Regions from separate parts of the Mus musculus genome. Here region 2 is linked to region 1. The links are chromatin contacts, called in public HiCAR-type maps. All regions are on one chromosome and are shown on one strand. The core of a region is the stretch at or near the end of the contact, and the rest is flanking DNA. Distances in the headings are between cores, read along the strand shown.

Region 1 (6,052 bases), core at 2,883-5,382:
AGAAGGTGACAGGGCAGCAGTCTGGATGGTGTAGGCTGTTTGCCAGACTAAAGCTCCATTTCCATCATCAAAATCAGTAAAACATAAGGCATTCAATTATTACTAATTTCAATAAAATGACAAAGTGTGTGTGTGTGTGTGTGTGTGTGTGTGTGTGTGTGTGTGTGTGCGCGCACGTGCGGGCGCATATATGGGGTGTATGAGTGTCTGCTTAGGTCAGGAGAGGACATCTGATTACCCTATAGCTGTAGTTCCAGGGCCTGTGAACCTGTGGCTATGAGGACTGGAAAGCACACCTGGCCCCTTGAAGAGCATCAGGTGCCTGTAATTGCTGGACGCCTCTCCAGAACCATCATTGCTGTGTTTTTAAAGGACATGTCTTTCCCTCATTCTCTGTCTTCCCATATTTCCCCCTTCATCTTTGCAGAACTGATACCTAAAGAAAGAATGGAAGGCAGCCGAGAGCCGTAGGTTTGATCCTTATGACAGTGAGTAGAGCCGCCATGCTTTTACCTGGCACCTTCCTGTTGCACTTCTAATCTATGAGGGATTTCAATCACCCGGACTCCTTGGGCGTGTCCTGTTCATGCTTCCTGTTTATTCTAAAGGTTCTTTCGAGTTGCGTATCAGGTCAGGCTGGGGAGGTGGAAGACGATTTTATGTAGAAATGAACTTCATTTTCACTGTGCTTTCGCCATTGCTGAGAGATTTATGTAACCTCTCTCAGCTTTGCTACCCTTTATTAAACCGGGATTCTGGTATCATGAAACAGTGCAGATGAATCAGGTTGTAGTGTGGCTGATGTGTGAGAGTGATGGCTTCACCGTGCTGGCTTTGAGAAAGTCATTGCTATGTAAGTGTCCTCCTCAATTTCATCCAAAGCATCCCACTGTCTCACACTGAGATGACACGTCTTACTTTCTTAGCCCACCACCTTGTCTTTGGACTGTACAGGACCTACAGAAGGCTGATTTCCTTAGACTATAAGCTCCTGGCTATGATGCCTCTTTACAGGATTCTCTGGTTTATCTGTGCATGTCTTAGAGGGATCAGACCTGTGTTTAAACCAACGGTGAAGAAAGGAAAACAGTAGTTGCAACTTGAAGATTAGAGAGTGGACTGCCAAACCCACTAACTGCAGTCAGAGGAGCACCAGTACCCAGGAAAATGGATGCCTGAACAGAAGGTTTCCAGTACAGAGAAATGGAGGGCTACCTGGTGGTATCCTTCTAACTTGTCTGCTAAGCGGCAGGTAGGCATCTATGATAGCACATCCTTAATACTATTTAATCCATTCACTTTCCAGGTGTAACAACCACGGAAGTTATTATTCATTTTCAAAAACTTTGCCCCTTCTTAGAATTGGGAACAAAACACCCATGCAAGGAGTTACAGAGACAAAGTTTGGAGCTGAGACGAAAGGATGGATCATCTAGAGACTGCCATACCTGGGGATCCATCCCATAATCAGCCTCCAAATGCTGACACCATTGCATACACCAGCAAGATTTTGCTGAAAGGACCCAGATGTAGCTGTCTCTTGTGAGGCTATGCCGGTGCCTGGCAAATACAGAAGTGGATGCTCACAGTCATCTATAGGATGGAACACGGGGCCCCCAATGGAGGAGCTAGAGAAAATATCCAAGGAGCTAAAGGGGTCTGCAACCCTATAGGTGGAACAACAATATGAACTAACCAGTACTCCCAGAGCTCGTGCCTCTAGCTGCATATGTATCAGAAGATGGCCTAGTCGGCCATCACTGGGAAGAGAGGCCCCTTGATCTTGCAAACTTTATATGCCTCAGTACAGGGGAACGCCAGGACAAGAAGTGGGAGTGGGTGGGTAGGAGAGTGGTGGGGGGAGGGTCTGGGGGACTTTGGGGATAGCATTTGAAATGTAAATGAAGAAAATACCTAATTAAAAAAATAAATTTAAAAAAACTTAACTTTTAATGAGGAAAGAGTTTATTTTACTTTATAGCTCCCAGGCCACACTCTATCACTGAGGAAATTTAAGGTGGAAACTCCAAGCAGGAACCCGGACACAGGAACATTAGAAGGCATGGAGGAGTGCTGTTTACTGCCTTGTTCCTTATGGCTTGCTTAGCCTGCCTTCTAATATAACTCAGGACTATCTGCTCAGGTGGGATGGACTTTTCCACGTCAATCATTAATCAAGACGTGCCTATAGGCCAACACTGTGGAGAAACTGCCTCAACTGAGAGTCCCTCTTCCCAAATGAGGCTATCTTGTGTCAAGTGGAGAAAGAACTAACCAGGACAAATGACATCTAGAGCCTACTCTCTCTACAGGGTCAAAGTCTCTGACTGTTTTATGCATAAAGTACATATCAGCTACATAGTACATGTATAGTGTACATAAATATCTTATACTACAGACACACAGTGCAGAAATGCATAGTACCACATAGTACAATTTGTAATATCTATGTTACTATATCTTTTCCAACATTATGTTTTTATGGATTATTTGGGAATTTCATACAATGCTTTCTGATCAAGTTGACATGCAAGTCCACTCAGGTCCCCCCATCCCCAGAAACTTAACTTTTAAATATTTTTATGACCAGGCAGTGGTGGCACATGCCTTTAATCCCAGCACTTAGGAGGCAGAGGCAGGCGGATCTCTGAGTTTAAGGCAGTCTGGTCTATAGAGTGAGTTCCAGGACACCCAGGGCTACACAGAGAAACCCTGTCTCGAAAAAGCAAAACAAAACAAATATATTTTGTGAATACAATTTATGTCTAAGTACAGAGTTACCTAATTCATGGAAATTTGGGAAGTGTTTGTTTAAAAATATTTTGATTCACTGAATTCGTAAGCAATAAAGTATGGTGACATGGTGACATGAATTGCAGTGTAACCATGGATACTTCCAAAATCACAATGAATTTATGTAAATTATAAAATTACATCTTATTATATGTAAACTAATGAACAGAAATTGTCTCAGAAGACAACCCCATCATGAATGTTTTTTTTCTGTATCAGTTCAAGGAGGAGCTAAATCTGAAAGATCTCCTTAGGAAATACTCAAAGTAGATTCTGGTCAAGTGACACAATGTACAGATGACATGTCATAATCAAACATAATAGACAGCCATCCCCAGGAACACATATCACATATCAATGGAGACAATATAGCATGAAGCAGAAATAAGAAAATAATTAAAAGGAATGTACAAGTTTAAAAGTTTTAAAATAAATTTAATTACATCCTTAGAGGTTTGTCATGTTATGCTTAGAGTCAAAAGCAAAGCAGGCATACCTTTGGAAGCAGAAAGGAATTGCACATTGAAGCCCTTTTGATTATGCTTTTATTCATTTACATGTATTGGATAAAATGACCCCATATTTGTTTGTTTCCATGATTTTTTTTTAAAGTCGTGTCTCCTTGCCTGGCCAGTACTTGGGCTGCAATCCACGATCCCTTGCAGCGCATGTCTCCTTTTTGATGCTTGAAGACATCCCTATTTTTTCTCTTGTGGTTATTAAGCTGCTGTGTTTCGAGACATATTTTTTCTTTAAAACAAAAAGTACAGCCATGCTTAGGAAGACAGACACCGTGCCCAGGAGCGTGGTTAATCCCAGGTATATGTGTCTAAAAGAGGAGAGAGTCTCGGTTATAATTATTGCAGCCACTCAACTTGAAAGCAAAGCAAAACAAAACATGAAGGTTCTAACAGTGTGAGGTTGATTGCTGAGAGACACAGACTTAATGGCCTGGTGGCTATGAATGCTGGTGACCTCCTGCCAGCAGAGGCAACTTCTTAGTTGTATTGTCATTCCTGGTTACTGCAAATGATATAATAGTTCCCACTTCCTCTTTAAAGATTCCCTGAAGTTGGATAGCCATCTTCCTGCTTGCTGAGGCAGTCCTATTTAGCCCATTGCTGTCCCAAGTAATAATTTTAAAAGAGCCTCTTTCACTTTCAAAGGTGTCAAGGTTTGACTAAGTCATGTGGTGACCCTGTCTCAAATATTTCTTCAATACACTCCAAGGAAAAGCTGTGGTAAGCAATTCAAAGAAGGGGTCAGGGTTGTTAGTGGGACAGAAAGGCCTGATAAAGAACTTAGTGTTCAGCTTCCCCTCTTACATACGGTCTCTGCATCACACAATGTCCACACTGCAGTGAGCACTTAGCCTTACCAAATGAGAGCAGAAACCAAATGTCACTCCCAGAACTGGCCCTGGCCTTGGACCAAACATCCTTCACACATAATATCAAAGCCTATTAAATCGATCTTATTTGAGATGGTCTGCCTAATTCACATGCAACTTACAGGCTCAAGACTCTCGGATTTTTTTTTTTCTTTTGGTTTTTGGAGGTTTTTTTTTTTCCCCCTCTGAAACAAAGTATTCAGCGTGTAAGTCTTTGAATAAAAGAAGTCCTGCTTTTAAGCCACTGGAGTATGGCTTTAAGCAGTGGGGAGATAAAGGTTTGATGAACGGAACTGAATGATACCGTAGTGAGAAAACCGTGCTCTCCACCTCAGACACGCTCACCCACACAGAGAAAGCTTTTTACTTTTGTGCATTTCAAGTACTGGGATAATTGAACATCAGCTTGGCAATAAGAGCCGGATGGATTGAGAGCCAAATCCAGATCTTGCCCAGGGGATTAGCGCTGACGCAAATGGTACAGTTTGGCTCAGTTTAAAAAAGAATAGAATTAAATAAACCCAGAATGTGACCTAAATTTAAATGCATCTGAGTTTCAGGAAATATTTTGCCATTTGTGTGCACACATTTTCAAACCTGTATTCTAGGATTTTTTAAAAATCATTTATTATATATGTATGCTCGTGTGTGTGTGTGTGTGTGTGTGTGTGTGTGTGTGTGTGTGTGTTATGAGCCAGGGTTGCTCACTCTGCAGCCTCAGTTTAGCCTAGAACATATTATATAGCCGAGGCTGACTTCAATTAAGCATTAACTAATTCTCTTTTAGTCCCCTGAATTCTGGGATTACAGGTGTGAGCCATTTTTTCCTGCTCATTTTCATCATTTTTAAAAAATGATTACTTGGGGCAGGGAGAAATTCAAAGTATAATGATACATATATGTGAAAGTGCCATAATAAAATACATTCATGAAACGCATTGCTAACTGTGCTAACTTTAAAAAGTCAGAACAAAATAAAATAATGATGAATTCAAAATGAAATTCAATGTCAACACTTGGCAATATTTTTTCATGTAAAATAGAATTGTTCACAGTTTTTTGGTTGATTTACCTCATAAACATGGAAAGTACACAGGGAATTTTAAGCTTCAGGATGTGGCAGAAAATGAGCTGTAGGAGCACAGAGCTACATGAGTGTGCTTGGCACTGTACCTGAAAGCGTGGGAGTCATACAGCCTGCAGGAGCCTCTGCTTCCACATTTCTTAAATCCCCATTTGAGGCATGAAGTGTCAATCAAAACACCAAAGTACACAGGGGCTGGGATTCCTGCTGTAAGAAACATAAATGATCGCTTCTAAGTTTTTGGCCATAAGAAGTGACCCAGAACCACTTACCTTGAGCTCAGGAATCACTGATTAGGTAGTGAAAACCCACAATTCTTCACTGAGACCTCTTTCTATGGCTCAGAGTTTGGTCACAAGCTCAGGACCCATGCAGTAACTGTCAGTGGTTTAGGTCTAGATGCATGTCTCCTGGAAATTCACACTCAATGTGAACACAACTTCTCCCTCACCAAGTGGCCAAGGCAATGAACCTGGATGCCACCTCTGAGCCCTTCTCATTTTAAAACCCAAGCCATAAAATCTCTTCCTTAGGTATATATCCTCCTCTCTCTGCTTCTGCTCTGATGTAAATCTGAAGGAGGGTGTGTGTACAGCTCACTGGTAGAGAATTTGTCTAGCATACATCCAAGCCCAGGGTTTAATTCCTAGACACCCCACCCTAATAAAAGCAATAGCCAAGGGTTCTTTTTTGCCAATTCCCTTAACTCTCTCTACTCTATTTACTAAGCAAATAACCACACAGATAATTGCCCAAGGTATTCCAAGACCAAACATGACATGTCT
Region 2 (6,347 bases), core at 1,194-3,693, 480 kb before region 1:
AGATCTGCACACTCATTTGCAGCAATCTAGTTCCCATAATTTTTAATGTACTACAGATAATTATTTCCAAATATAGTAAATAATTTTCTAACTATCATCTAAAAACATCTTTTCTGGCTCTGTATGAGTTTTGAAAACAAGGATGAACATGGAAATGAAGGAGAAGAAATGATTTGATTAAGGGTTTGTATTGAAAACACTTGGAAGTTTGTGTCTTTTGAAGCCATAGAGTCCTGATGAGATAGAAAATTGGATTTGGTTTCACACTAGTCATTTATATATTTAGACAGGTTTCTTTCTGTAATTTCTAAAGAGATTATCATGCATTGTATGAACCCTGACCCAGCATGGAGTCAGTGAATTGAAGCATTTTAGAGGGCCTATGTCTTGGAAATATGCTAATGGAAAGAGAAACCGAACTCTACACTAGAAGATTCAGGACTGTGAGATGAAAGGATCTTTTTAGAGTCCCACAACCAGTAGTAATGTGGACTACAGAGACTAGTATCAGAGACAGAAAAGTGGGAAAGAAGAGAGTCAAATTATAAAACAAACAAACAAACAAACAAACAAACAAACAAACAAAGATTATCGCAAAGAACCACGTGTCTAGTTCTGAAGAGCCTGGCTGCCACACCAAAGCCTGGTCTTATGTAGCTATAAGAATGAAGCAAGCATGAATCAGATTTTTAAAAGAAAGATTATTCTGGAAACATAATGAATGAATGGGGCTGAGGCAGGAGTCAGGATAATGGGAAAGACAGTTATGTGATGATTGAGCCAATAACATAATTAAGGTTCAGCTATTTGTTAAAAGAGTGTGCGAAACAATGTAAGCTTTGCAGGTGAGACTGGGAGCCTAGTATTTACCATGTTGAATTCTAGCTGTTTATTTTGGATATTTAAAAATAGAAAAGTGAATAAATAGTTAAAAAAAATAAGGTGATCCTGTTTCATGAGCAAGTTCGATGAGATTACAGCTGAGAGTACATGGGAGGTAATAAATGAGATATCATCCAAAGTCAGATTTTTTCCAAGATACTTGATGATTAAGAGAAATATCAAAATATAAAACAAGATGCAAAGTGAGTTGAGGACCTGATAATATCATTCATATGTGTGTGTGTGTGTGTGTGTGTGTGTGTGTGTGTGTGTGTGTGTGTGTGTGTGTGTGTGTTGCAGAGCATGGAGAGTGCTTTGTGGAAATAGAGGGTTGAAGATAATCAGGAAGGATTTGACGATAGACCGATCTTGAAGGTCTTGAAGTTGCAGAATGAAGAAATGTAATCTCTAGGGTGAGTGTCTACAAACATAAGCTAAAGGCAGGTCTAACTTTTACTGACTTTGGGGGAATGGTAAGTGATGTTATGAGGATAGACGTGGAATTTATGGGACAGATTTGAACTTGAGATAGTTTCCACATGTTGGAGAGTTTCTCTAAAGGATGAAGAAAGGGATGCTTTAAGAGACAAGAACAGTTATGGGGATGCATTTCCTCATCCTCTAATTGAAGGGGACCCTATGCCAAATGTTCTGTTAAGACCAGGGAAAGTGCCGTGGACTGTACTCAGTCAGTCTGTCAACCTGAAGGAGAATCAGGATCCTGGTTCTCAGGTAGGCAATGAATCGGTGAAAAATGACAAACAGACAAGGGAGTGCTGTATCTGAATGTAATATCTCAAAAGCAAGCATTAGACTTATAACACAGAAGAAAAACAAGGAAGTTAGACAATACATCAGCCAAGGTACATTGAGATGCACAATGGCTCTTTACACAAAACAAAGAAAATGCATAAAAGTTAGCAGGAACCAGGCAGTGTTTATAACTGAGATAAGATCAGCCCTATCTAAAATCAGCTATTCACATGAGCCAGGTGAAAGGGCTAATATGTCCAGGTGCAATTCTAGTCTATTGTCTAACCCACCACCAGGTCCCTAAGTAAATACCTAATTATGCTATTCCTTTGGGCCTAGTGAAAAACATGCACAAGGGAATTTCTGTTCTACTAACTTTTTCATGAATAATGCAATGCTCCACTTCCTCCTTAAACCACAACCTACCTTCTTTCTACTATTATGTAATGTAGGCTGCCATTCATGTCTATAATGAGAATTCTAACTTTACTGTTTTGAACTAGCTCTGAGTTTTCTAGCTTCTATCCCACAAACTGCAATGCCTGTTTTCTAACTATCAACACTTGAGGCATTTCATCTGAATTAGTAACATTCTTACAAAATTCCAAGCCCAGGGTTGGCTCAAGGGCTACCTAGGACATTTTGTGAAGGCCAGGAAGCAAAGTTCAATCTAAGTTAGGTATTTGTCAAATCATTCCTTGGAGGCACTTATAATAAAACAATACTGAAAGAAAGCACACAGAACCATTCATTGACTGATGCAAGAACAAGTTTGGAGCACTCGTGCTAAGGGATGCCAAGGCTCCCGGAGACTAGTTTCCATGAAACTTTTTGCCTCAGGAATGCATTCAAGCTTTTGGGTTTGTCACACAGTTTCCACTGGAGTGGGTATGGCAGGAAAGCATCAAATGGAATTGGCCCTCCGTGGTTCAAGCTCCTCCAGCCATTCTTCACTCCCATAGTTCCACAGCACCTTCCAGAAGCTTCAATCTGCAACTCACACATTTTCAATCTAGTTCACCAGAAAGTGAATGTGCAACTAATTTGACTGTATGACCAGGTTACTTTTGATATAGTCACCTACAGTAAGATTGTTCCAAATGCCCTACTTTATACTGACTTGGAGCATGGCATAGGCAAATAATAAATGTTGCTTTGTTACATATATGGGTCCATTCTCTTCTCTTACAATTTCTAAAACAGAGCAATCAAAGGACCATTAAAAAAGTAGTTAAACCAGTAACTCTGAGGTGTGGTGGCTGGTATTTGAGAGACATTCTCCTGGTCTCTTATGTGATTCTGTTTGCTTAGGTCTATATACCCAGTGTCTATATACATCTGAGCAACATGTGTTTGTATGATAAAGCCAATGATTGGACCAATCATTGGCACTGTATTCAGAATACCTGGAAACATTTAAAAAACATTCAATCAGAGTCCAAGTACCAATAGTTATTATTTTTTTTTCCTTACACAATAAATTTTGACCATATTCACCATTTTGACCCATGCCTACTTTGTTACTCACCCAAATTTGGGCCTTCTTCATTTTGTACAACTCATCAACTATAGCTTGTGCTGTCTGTATGCTCTTGGAGTGGCCTTCTCCAGACCGTCTGAAGCCCATCATGCGTCATACTGCTAAAAAAAACCCTACTCTCCCTCTCCCAATAGCTATTAACTGCAGAAAGCTTTTTAGCTAGGAATGGGGTTTTGTGTCTACCTCCTGTCTCCATGACGGGAATTTGTCCATCTTGAACTTGTAAATATTTGAGATTTATAGAACAGCTTTTAAAATGTAATGCTACACAATACATTTTATCAAATAATTGTTTCACCTAGGGATCTGATTTTGCTTAAGGAGTTAGAGCTACACCTCAGCAGTTATGAACAGTGGCTGCTCTTGCAGAGGGGGTGGATTCAATTCCCAGTACTGACATGGCTATTTACAACCATCTGTAAATCCATTTACAGGGAACCTGACACCCTTTTCTGGCTTCCATGTGCACTACACACATGTTGTGGGCAGGCAAAAATACTATATACACGAAATAAAAATAAATAAACCTAAAAAATATTAAAATAATTAATTTATTATTGCTATAATTTTAAGGTTAGACCGAGAAATAAAGCACTGAATTTAATATTTTCTACATATTACCTAAGTATATAGAAGAGTGCCCCTCTTTGTAAGTTAAGTAATCAATATAGAAAATTTCCAGGAGTCATATTATTGTATCCCTTTGTTGTGCTAGGGAAATGTTAGTGATCTCCCAAAACACACATAGGAGCCAATCTGGTGCAACTCATAGCAGGGTCTTTATTCTATTTGAGCTAGCCAGGGCCCCCCAAATGCACCACCCTCACACAGGACGGTTTTTGGTGGGGGGGGGAGCCTCAAATATCTACTGGGGCAAGGCTTTATAGTAAGCAGCAAGCAGGGAATACATGTGCAAGCACCTAATTGAAAAGCTGCCGTGGCCTTTAACATAATTGGCTGGTGCTGGGAGTCCTATCATAAACTTAACTCCTGCTCCCCTCTGCATTGGTGGTCATTAGATAGAAGCTGGGCTTGTAACCTGGGCTGCAGGTTTACTGGGGGAATAATCGGAAGACACTGGTCTTGTTGGGGGTGTAACCTGGAAACTCTGCTCTTGTTGGGGATTAGCTTAGAGACTGGAGGTAGGCTCAGGTTCTGTTGGGGGTCAACTTGGAAACTAATGCTATACTAGTCTGTTAGTCTACCTGAGTTCAAACTTAGGGTAGGTTCTCTAAAATGGAGCCTAAATTAAAAACCTTTGGCATCTCATCCCCCTCTTTCTCTTGTGACTAGAAGTTGCAACCATGGGACTTTCTGAATCTTCATGAAAACAGTTAGTAGCAGGGCTATAACTTTGTGGTGTTCCTGGGGCTTAGGTAGGGGCCCATCTGTGGGATACAGGAAGGAGTCTTGAGGCTGAATTCTCCTCCTGCTTGCCAGGGTCTTCTTCAACTGCAAACAGATGTGTGATGAATCCATGCTGCAACTCTGTAGCACAGGGACCCTTCCAGGAAGCTCTAGTGACCCCTGGCAGTGTCTCTTGACTAGGATCCAATCTCCGGGCTAACATTGATGGCACTCTGGAGGTGGACTTGTTTTATGGAAAGCACAAAGTTTAAGCCAAACACGTATATGTACCCACTGGACACCCTGGAAATCGTGTAACAATTAGCAATTGTCTTTTTCTGCAATACCTTCTGTCAGTAGGAAAACCAAACATAACTTTAAAAGAGGTAAGTCCCATGTAGTATGGCGAGTTCTGCACTCTATAAAGAATGAAGGGGAGAAGAGTCACCCAGTCACCATCAGTCTCTAAGGTCGATTTACTTAAGGTCTCTTTTAGGGTTCTGTTTATTCTTCTCTACCTATCCTGAACACTGGAGTCTGTAAGCACAATGAAGTTTCCAATCAATCCCCAGAATATTAGCTCATTAACTTACCTGAGACATAAATATAGGTCCATTGTCTGACCCTATAAACTTAGAAAAAGCATCCTTCGGAAGAATTTCTTTTAGTAGTTTCTTTGTTACCATCTGCACAGTCTCATGCTTAGTTGGGGAAGTCTCAATCCATCCTGAAAAGGTATCTATGAACACCAGCAAGTATTTGTATCCAAATTTTCCTGGTTTTACCTCTATGAAGTCCATTTCCTGATAGACTATTGGCTGGGTCCCTTTTAGTACCAGGGTTTTTCTCATTGGCAACCAGTTTAGCTGTTTTCAAATTGGCATCTTCAATTCTGATGTGGAACTGGCAGACTAAGTTCTGCATTTCCTAGACTTGTTGGTAGCTGACTTGGCTTGGTGGGCACTGTGGCTGGGAGCACAGAGAGGCTGTCTGTGGGAGATTAGGCTGCTGGCTCTTTAGGCAAAAGCATGTTCCATTGCTCCCCATGGTGGATCTCGATGAAAAGAGATGGTCCATGGTTTTCCTGGGTCTACTGCAATTAAGAACACAAGGGGCCCAATTTCTATGGCCACCCACTGGGCTGTAGTTTAGTCCTTCCTTCTGTCATTAGAAGGCCTCTCACCTTATAAATAGCCCCAGGGATATGAGCAGAAGCAAAGGCACACTGGCTATCTGTGTCTCTTGTCTTTTCTCAGCACCTTGGTCAGAGCTACCATTTCAGCTTTCTGGGCTGACATTCCTGCCAGGAGTGGTTCTGCCCATATGATCTCAGTGTTTGAGACCACCACTGCCCTACCATACTTCTGTCCATCCCAAATGAGGCTATTGTCATTGGTGAACCATGTTACCTCTACAACCATCTGAACAGTCATGCAGCGACCCATCAATGGAGCTCAGGGTCAGGCATCGGGCAGCTGAAAAGTTATCCTGGGGGCATTCAAGAAAAGAGGCTGGTGATGAGTCATTCTGACATCATCTTTAACCAGGAGGTCACTGCTGCACTGATGTGTGAACACTGTGAGGGGCAGCTTCTGTTAATTGGTGACACATTGGCCATTGGCTGATGCCAGGGTCCCAATTTTGAGAATGTATCCCCAGGTCTAGGGCGATCACTTGCAGTTGGCAGAGTAAGGTCATTTTAGTGGAGGCTCAATAGTCCAAATATTTCAGGGCCTCTAAGATGTCTTGAGTTTTTGTTTTGTTTCTGTTGCCAGTGGAAAGTCATTCATTTACTTTTACTTCTAAGGTTACCCTGGGTTTGGGG

Evidence for each region. HiCAR-type assays count read pairs that join an accessible place to other places.
Region 2: a contact with region 1 is called in a HiCAR-type map of astrocytes, with 2.9 times the contacts expected there. The contact joins two enhancer-like sites. A contact is called at or near these places in 3 of 484 Hi-C or Micro-C datasets (cerebral cortex, cortical neurons and uterus) and 1 of 115 datasets of contacts at active chromatin or transcription factors (astrocytes).

The regions. Positions count from the first base shown.
Region 1 is chr6:141,566,876-141,572,927 of GRCm38.p6, reverse strand. It overlaps Slco1c1 (solute carrier organic anion transporter family, member 1c1), which reads right to left. Exons shown (of 15, transcript NM_021471.3): 14 at 5,357-5,474; 15 at 2,751-3,622. The coding sequence ends at 3,400. Among named protein-coding and RNA genes, the nearest start is that of Slco1c1, 46 kb to the right of the region's middle. Within about 2 kb of position 4,132, at least 18 of the 459 cell types and tissues checked have an H3K27ac peak or open chromatin away from gene starts, as enhancers often do. A contact at or near this core is called in astrocytes, where this site is marked.
Region 2 is chr6:142,041,902-142,048,248 of GRCm38.p6, reverse strand. No RefSeq gene overlaps it. Among named protein-coding and RNA genes, the nearest start is that of Gm6614, 36 kb to the right of the region's middle. Within about 2 kb of position 2,443, at least 2 of the 459 cell types and tissues checked have an H3K27ac peak or open chromatin away from gene starts, as enhancers often do. A contact at or near this core is called in astrocytes, where this site is marked.